2 separate regions of the Sus scrofa genome follow, and region 2 is linked to region 1. The links are chromatin contacts, called in public HiChIP or PLAC-seq maps. All regions are on one chromosome and are shown on one strand. The core of a region is the stretch at or near the end of the contact, and the rest is flanking DNA. Distances in the headings are between cores, read along the strand shown.

Region 1 (4,188 bases), core at 832-3,331:
ACCAACGAACAACAAAAAAACAGTGAACTGTGTTTTTACAGGTTGGTTTGAATACACGAGAGAGAGAGATAGAAAGATACATAGACAGACAGACACACACACATATATATATATCAGAAAGATGAACAGAACAAATATATATGAAGTACAGCATAAACAGAGATGTTCTAATGCTATCTCTATAGCTCAGAATATTAAACATGAAGTAGCTACCAGCTCTTATCTTACATTTGAAATACCTGGGAAGCTATTTTAAAATGAAAGAATCCCTGGCCTTCACTCTAGACATAATAAAATAGAATTTCCTTTAAATATGGGCCAGCCTGGCACCAGTCTTTGAAACAACATTTGGGAACCACTAACATAGTGGGATAAAAATGCTTATGGTCTGTTTTGGATGCCCTATCCTGTCACTTCCTTGCGGCGTGGCCCTGGGGAGCTCATTGTACCTCTCTACACATCAGTTTTCCCTTTGGTTAATAAAAATACTAGTAATAATACCTACTGCACATAGTTAGAAAAGTTAAAACAATGTGAAATACCTATGTATGCTAAATCTCACAAAATTCAGATAATCTATCAAAACGAAAAATTGTTAAAATCTGGGTTTTACTATGACTTTTTAGAAAACAACCTACTTGTGAATATCCACTTGCACTAAAGTCAGGATATATGGTTACACTGGACGAATTCGTGTCCTAAGGTTTTCAAAGGATAAGAGAGAAATAAAATCCTTTTTCAATAGGGAAAAAGCCACTAGAGTGGTGGTTTTGCTATAGTTCAAGACTACCTTACCTAAAATCAGAAAGGAATGGGACTACTAATCTGTTAATATATAAAATAGAAGTGCTCTGCATAGCATTTCGAGCTTTTGGTTTCAACTGAGTGTCCTAAACAATTCTTTTTTTGTTTTTTGGTTTTTTTTAGGGCTGCACCTGCAGCATATGGAGGTTCCCAGGCTAGGGGTTGAATCAGAGCTGTAGCTGCCTGCCTACACCACAGCCACAGCAACGGAGGATCCAAGCCACATCTGCAACCTACACCACAGCTCGCACCAACACCGGATGTTTAACCCACTGAGCAAGGCCAGGGGTCGAACCCACATCCTCATGGATGCTAGTTGGGTTCTTTACGGCTGAGCCACAGTGGGAACTCTCCTAATGAATATTAATTTCTCACTAGGGCTTTCGGTTGAAACCTCAAGTCCTATTTGGAAAATGGGAGTATGAGGAGCTGGGAAAGTCAAGCTCACATCATTGATTTTGGTAGCTTCCCAGTGGCTCTTTAAGCCCTTAGTATGCAAACAACCTCAATTTCATTCCAAGGTCTCAGTTTCTCAACATTTACTATTACCTTGCCTCCTCCATCCCAGATCTTCCTTTGTGAAAAGATATTAAAAAGTTCATTCAAACAATGTGGGGTTAATTTCTGATGGTGCCCAATTCTGTAAGTTGATTAGCTACAACTTCACAAAGAGAGTAAACTCAAATACAAAAAGGCCACTGAACTCACAATTTAAAAGTCTTTCTAACAAAAGTTTCTTCTCCGCCCACCAAATCATCATTCTATGAATTTCTTTATTTTCATTCATAGGTCATGGCACTAAAAAAAACCAAAAACAACAACAAAAAAAACCCCACACAGGCAGCCTTTAAGCCAATCCCCCCACACAATGGCAACATCTCTTTTTTAAAAAAGAAACGTTATTCCTAAGTGACTGTAAGAAAATATTTTTTTTCTAGTCGTAAGGGATGGGTCCCTCTCCCCATTATTTAGTCAGGTTACATAATGCTTAAATTCTGCTCCTCTGTTGCAGGATGATGTATATATAATGCAAATATCCTTGCTGGAATTATAACGGCAATTTCTCAATTTATGTGGGGCTAATCAACCCATTTGCTTTCTAGTGTAGAGCAGTAAAAGCTTATCTCATGCAGACTCACGGATCATTCAAAGCAATCTAATTGAATTTCAGGGCCAAGAGCATTGCACAACACGTGATGTGTCTCCAGTGGAGCACAGTGCCAGACACTGCAGGCGTTACATAATCCCATGCTGTCGTTGGCAGAGGACGCCTTCTTAGCCGCCTCGTGGCTTGGCAGTCCGTGTCTCCTCCAATCATGCCCTGCAGCTTTAATCTGCACAGGCTGTTCACATGGACAGTCACATGTTTTAAGCCTTTCACAGCAGCGAATAAAACAGGGACCATTTCCCTACTGGTAGAAACAGTTCCTTTAAAACCAGTCACACAGCATACAAGATTCTATCAGGATAGAAAACACGTATAACACTGCAGCTTCTAAGCAAGCAAGAGAGAAAGCAAACAGCAAATATTTCACCTTTCCAATAATGAAACGGGAAGAAAAATAATAAGGGCAATGTGTGAAATAATAATAGTCTCTGCCCATGGTTTCTGCTGATCTTTGGTCTTTGACCTTGGTTCCTGACAAGAAGCTCCTCAAATCCTTCTAATTCCCTGAATAATAGGAGTGTCTGACACAGAGCTCTTAAATCCCTTGGAACTTCCTGAGTGATGGCAGCATCTTTGGTTCTAAATGAGGCAACTCTTGGCAGGCACCTGATTGGCTCACCAGAAAGACCAAATCACACTTAGAAGTCTGGAACTTTCAGCCCCCACCCCCATTCCCCAGAGAGGGGAGAAGGCTGGAAACAGAGTTAACAATCAATCATGCCTACAGGATGAAGTTTCCATAAAAAGCCCTAGAGGACTGTGTGGGCTGGTGAATGCATGGAGGTGTTGGGGAGGGTGGCACGCCAGGAGAGGGCGTGGAAGGGCCACACCCCTTCTCATATGCTTGTCCCATGCATCTCTTCCATGTGGCTACTCCTGAGTTGTACCCTTTCATAATACACTTGTAATTTAGTAAGGAAACTGTTTTTCCTGAGTTTTGTGAGCCACTCTAGCAAATTATCCGTCCTGAGGAGGAGGTCATGGGAACCTTGGATGTATAGCCAGTCAGAGAGAACACAGGTAGAAACCTGAACTTGCTTTGGCATCTGAAGGAGGGAGGCAGCCTTTAGAACTGACCCCTTAACTGTGGGATCTGATACTAACACTAGGTAGGAAGTGTCAGAATTGAGTTATTTGTAAGACCACCAGCTGGTGGTGGAAAACTGGTCAATGCGAGAGGAAACTTAGACACTTGGTGGCCAGAAATAAAGTATGAGAGTAAAGGAAAATATAGTCAGCCCTTATCTGTTATCCCCGCCTCGAAGAATTCAACCAACCAAAGATCAAAAAGCAAAATAAGGTTACCAAAGGCTGGCAACTATTTACATAGCATTTACATCATATTCACATCTATCTATACAAAGTATAACCAACTGTCAAACATAAGCTGGTTATTCCTGAAAATGACCTATAGGGTCTTCTATAAATTCCCAGCCTTATATACTCATCATTTTATTTCCAAGGATTGATTAGAATATGGGCAACTTAAAAATACTAAGTATTTCAAGTAATATTATTGGATTACTAATAATTGAGCTATTGTATAAACCTAGACATTTAACCCTTGCCTTCTTTCCATTTTATTGCTGATGGTGTGCACTAATGTTAAAAAAAATTCTAAAACTGAAAATGAAATATAATATACACTAAAGAAATAAACAAACAAAAGCCCAAAGAAAAAACCTCCTACTTATATCTTGTTTTAAAAATTTAAAAGCACATCTTTTTGTTTGTTTTTTAACATAAGAGATCAGTTTAGTCCGTATAAGTGATATTCAATAGAACTTTCTGGGATAGTGGAAATGTTAGATGGAAAGAAAGGACTGAAAACAAAGGAAACAGGAAAATGAAAATAAAGCATGAAAACCATATTTTCTTCTGGTTCCAAGATGTGTCTATAAGGGCCACCAAATATTAAATCATTAGCAAAATAAGAAATTTAATACTACAGTAGCTAAAATTAAGCAGACTCTCAATTGTTTAAAAGTATCACTAAACAACAGAATTCTGAATAAAATGTTATGTTATTGTAAGTAACTAGGTTTAGAAAAAATTTGATTTCATGTGACATGAATAAATATTTATAATTATGAAGTGAATTATAATTTGATTATAACTATGATTATGAACTATAATTTGATATATATCTTATATATATATAGATATATAAACTGTAAAATAAAACTGATTTATTTTACCTAATTTAAAATATAGAT
Region 2 (4,188 bases), core at 867-3,366, 180 kb before region 1:
CTCCCCATTTCTTTAGCTTGCTCTGTTTTTCCTCATCAGTTTAATTAGGACTCATTTGTTTACTTTTGCTTTATTTCTCTTGCCTTAAGAGACTGATCCAAGAAAATATTGCTATAATTTGTGTCAAAGGGTGTTCCATCTATGCTCTCTTGTAGGAGTTTTATGATTTCAGGTCTTACGTTTGGGTAAACCATTTTGAGTTTAATTTTGTATGTGATATGAGAGAGTGTTCTAATCTCATTGTTTTACATGAAGCTGTCCAGTTTTCCCAGCATCACTTGTTGAAGAGACTGTCTTTTCTCCATTATATATTCTTGCTTCCTTTGTCACAGGTAAATTGACCATAGGTGCCTGTGTTTATCTCTAGACTCTCTATTCTGTCCCATTGGATCTACATGTCTGTTTTTGTTTTTGTGTCAATACCACACTGGTTTTTTCTTTCTTTTCTTTTCTTTTTTTTTTTTGGCTGCAGTTGTGGTATATGGAAATTCCTGGGCCAGAGATCAAACCCATGCCAAAGCAGCAACTTGAGCTGCAGTAGTAATAATGCCAGATCTTTAACACACTGAGCCACCAGGGAACTCCCTGTGCTGTTTTGATTATTGTAGTTTTCTAGTTTAGTCTGAAGTCCGGAAGGGCCATACCTCTGGTTTCTTCCCCCCCCCCCACCCCCTGCCCAGGATTGCTTTGGCAACTTGGAGTTTTGCAGTTCCATATAAATTTTAGGATTACTTGTTCTGGTTCTGTGAAAATCCTGGGTATTTTGATAGGGATTACCTTAAATCTATAGTTTGCTTTCAGTGGCATTTTAATGATACTAATTCTTCCAATCAAAGAGCATAAGATATCTTTCCATCTTTCTGAATCATCTTCAATTTCCTTTATCAATGTTTTATAGTTTTCAGAGTGTAGGTTCTTCACCTCCTAGGTTAGGTTTATTTCTAGGTATTATGTTTTTGGGATGTAATTTTAAAGTGGATTGTTTCTTTACTTTTTCTTTCTGACATTTCATTATTAGTTTACAGAAATGCAATAGATTTCTGTATATTAAACTTGTATCCTGCAACCTTGCTGAATTAATTAGTTCTAATAGTTTTTGGATGGAGGCTTTAGGATTGGTTATTATATAGAATATCACGTCATCTGAAAACAGTGTCAGTTTTAACTCTTCACTCCCAATTTGGATACTTTTTATTTCTTGTTCTTGTCTGACTGCTGTGGTTAGCACTTCCAATACTATGTTAAACAGAAGCAGTGAGAGTGGGCATTATTGTTTTGTTTCTGAACTTAGTGGGAAGGCTTTCAGCTTTTCACTGTTGTGTATTACATTGGCTGTGGGTCTGTTGTAAAATGGCCTTTAATGTGTTGAGATATTTTCCCTCTAAACCCACTTTGATGGAGTTTTTATCATGAATGGATGTTGAATTTTGTCAAATCCCTTTTATGTGTCTATTGAGATAATCATGTGTTTTTCCTCATTATTCCTTGACATGGTCTTCATTATATAGTTATTTGTCTGTTTTCAGTAACAGAGTGCAAGTTCTAGGGAGGTAGGCATTGTCTAGCTTGTTCTTAGAGCCTAGAACAGTGTCTGGCACATAGTAGGCTTTCAATAAATGTTAGCTGAATAAATGTCAAGGCCAAAATGGAGAATGCAGAGGAAGAAATGTGTTTTGCCACTGCTCTGCATTTTTTCAAGGGTCAGAGGTGAGGAATATTCAGGTAAAAGGTGAAGTGACTTGTGCCATGTTGGGAAGACTCTGTGTTAACACCAACCAAGGTGAAACCACTCTTGACAGCCCCCGAATAAGACAAGGCTTGGATGAGCAGGGACAGGTAAAGCAGGGTGTGATTGAAAAGGCAGGGGTTTTGGAGGCAGCTTACTCTCTGTCTGAATCCCAGCTTTGCCTCTCATTTATGTACTTCAGAGAAGATTATTATTTAAGTTTCTTCCTCTGAAAACGGGGATAATAATGCTTATTCTCTTTTAGGATCTGTGTAAGGATTTGATGAAATGATGTAGAAGAACTAGCGCAATGCTCTTCCCCTGTGGGGAATGAGAACTAATATTTATAACAAGTTTCTGGTGGGAGGAGAGCTGAGCAGGAGTCAGGGCAGTGTAGGTGTAGGATGTGGGAACATATGCTTGGGGCAAAGAGGATGGAGAGAGTGGGAGGACGGGTCTGTAACTGGCCTCATGGGATTATGACGCCCCTGAAATCAACAGATTTTTCAGGGACAAGAACAAGGAGTTGCCATGACGTGAGTTTTAACATTTTCCATGTCAAGTGCTATTTGGGAGTTTCAGAGCATTTTCCCGCCACCTCCCCACCCCCGTTAGTAACCCTGTGGGAATGAAGAGCCTATTCACATGTTCCAGAGCCCCCCCAACCCATGCCACTTTTGCCTCTCTCTGCCCACTTTTAAACATGTAAATTCCTCAAGTCACTGTGCATTTCAAAATCTACAGTTGTGAAAATCACTGACATACAGAGAGGAGAGGGAGGCCACCCCAGAGTGGAAGAATTCTATTTTTGTCTCTATTCCTTTGCAAGGGCAGCCTGTGGTCAGGCTTCCCAGGGGCCCACACAGTCAGAGCCCAGATACTGGTGTATCTGGATTGTTAATTAGAAAGAAGGAAAGGGATGAGGCTTTTTCAGGGTATTTTACTGAGCATACTATTAATTCTCTTCTACTTCCTCCTCCTCATTTGTCTCACCCCAAGGGGGCCCAGAGAAGCCCCTCCACACATCAAGTTTATCTCTTCCCTTTCCAGCTCTGGTGTCCTTGTCACCTCACTTCAAGGCTCACTGTTTCGGAGAAAGGAGTGATGTTGGCCATTGACTTTGCCTCACCCCAGAGCCCAGGGTCATGCTATGAACTGTGTTGAAGAAGCCTTGCCCTTGAAGCCAGTTTTGGCTTTGACTTAACTTTGTGCTCGAAAATTAGATTATGGGAGAGTCTGCACTTTGGCCCATTTGTGGCATCAATATGCTGTCAGTGAATGCATGCCTACTTAACTTCTGAGCTGACAAGGCTTTTTAGTGCCCTAACAAACAGGATTTATTTGGATTGAATATTTATCACTGGGAATGGAAAAACTCATGGTTTTGCCAGGGTTAGTAGCACTTCCAAGGCTTCCAAAGGCCTGTTGAGCTCAAAGTATTCCTAGTTCCTCAACAGATGTTCTGTTACATCTTATACATCCCACCAAGCAGACATGAATATCTATTTTTTTTCTATGACAATTTTAACGTAATTTGATTGCATCTTTGTGTGACAGTTAGGATAAAAATATTTTTATTGGCCATTGCAGTTGTCCAAAGTTTAATAATTTTTTGGAACTTGGGGTACTTATTTGGAACTTAAAAGATTGTTATCAAATAGCCTCACATCTAATTGTGTTGTCTTGGGTTGTAAATTACATTATCTATTGGAATTATAACAACATCTATTCCACATTATTTAAGGTACTTGGTTATGATTTATATCCTTGGTCATGGCTTATATATCATGTAAGATTTAGCATAATTACCCCACATTTTGGTTCCTCAGAATAATCTTTTTACCTCAAGCCCCATTGCCTCATAACTCTTTTAATTTGCTGAAAAATGTAGGGAATGATTCAGCAATACAACTATACAATGCAGATTGTATTGGTTTAAATTGTGCACAATGACCAAATACTGGAAAAAAGAGAATTTATTCTAACCTAAGAAATGGGTGTCTAAGTTGATGTGAAAAATAAAACACAGATTTACAAAACCAAACAAAGTAGATTGTTTACTATTCATTTCATAAAGCTTCTTTCCTAAAGGGATGATTGCAGGATTTCTTTAACAACTTCCCCAGGTATATTGGAAGCATGATTCAATTTTCAACACAAAATACATTTATATGTAACATTTTGATGACATGCCTAGTGTAAAAAGCAAGGGAGAGATTCATTGATATTACTATCAGCTTAAGCAGCTAATTTAGCAAAATCTTACTTACATTGACAGCCATTTTATTGAAAAGTCAAATTTTATAGGATGAAAGCAGTTGATGCAATGTGCAATAGAAATTTGCTATTAGCCAAATCCCACTTTTAATATAGAGTGTCCTGTGCTATTGGCTGAGTCACAATATCCCACCTTACTGCACAGAATCCCATTATAATAAATATACCTGTGACGGCTGAAGCAA

Evidence for each region. HiChIP or PLAC-seq counts read pairs in DNA pulled down with a chosen protein or histone mark.
Region 2: an H3K27ac HiChIP or PLAC-seq map of alveolar macrophages shows a contact between it and region 1. The contact joins two enhancer-like sites. A contact is called at or near these places in 1 of 47 Hi-C or Micro-C datasets (embryonic fibroblasts) and 1 of 2 datasets of contacts at active chromatin or transcription factors (alveolar macrophages).

Annotation. Positions count from the first base shown.
Region 1 is chr5:47,259,699-47,263,886 of Sscrofa11.1, reverse strand. The region is part of intron 38 of ITPR2 (inositol 1,4,5-trisphosphate receptor type 2); the gene reads right to left. Among named protein-coding and RNA genes, the nearest start is that of ITPR2, 330 kb to the right of the region's middle. Within about 2 kb of position 2,081, at least 39 of the 83 cell types and tissues checked have an H3K27ac peak or open chromatin away from gene starts, as enhancers often do. A contact at or near this core is called in alveolar macrophages, where this site is marked.
Region 2 is chr5:47,437,544-47,441,731 of Sscrofa11.1, reverse strand. All of the region lies in intron 56 of ITPR2 (inositol 1,4,5-trisphosphate receptor type 2), which reads right to left. Among named protein-coding and RNA genes, the nearest start is that of SSPN, 170 kb to the left of the region's middle. Within about 2 kb of position 2,116, at least 1 of the 83 cell types and tissues checked has an H3K27ac peak or open chromatin away from gene starts, as enhancers often do. A contact at or near this core is called in alveolar macrophages, where this site is marked.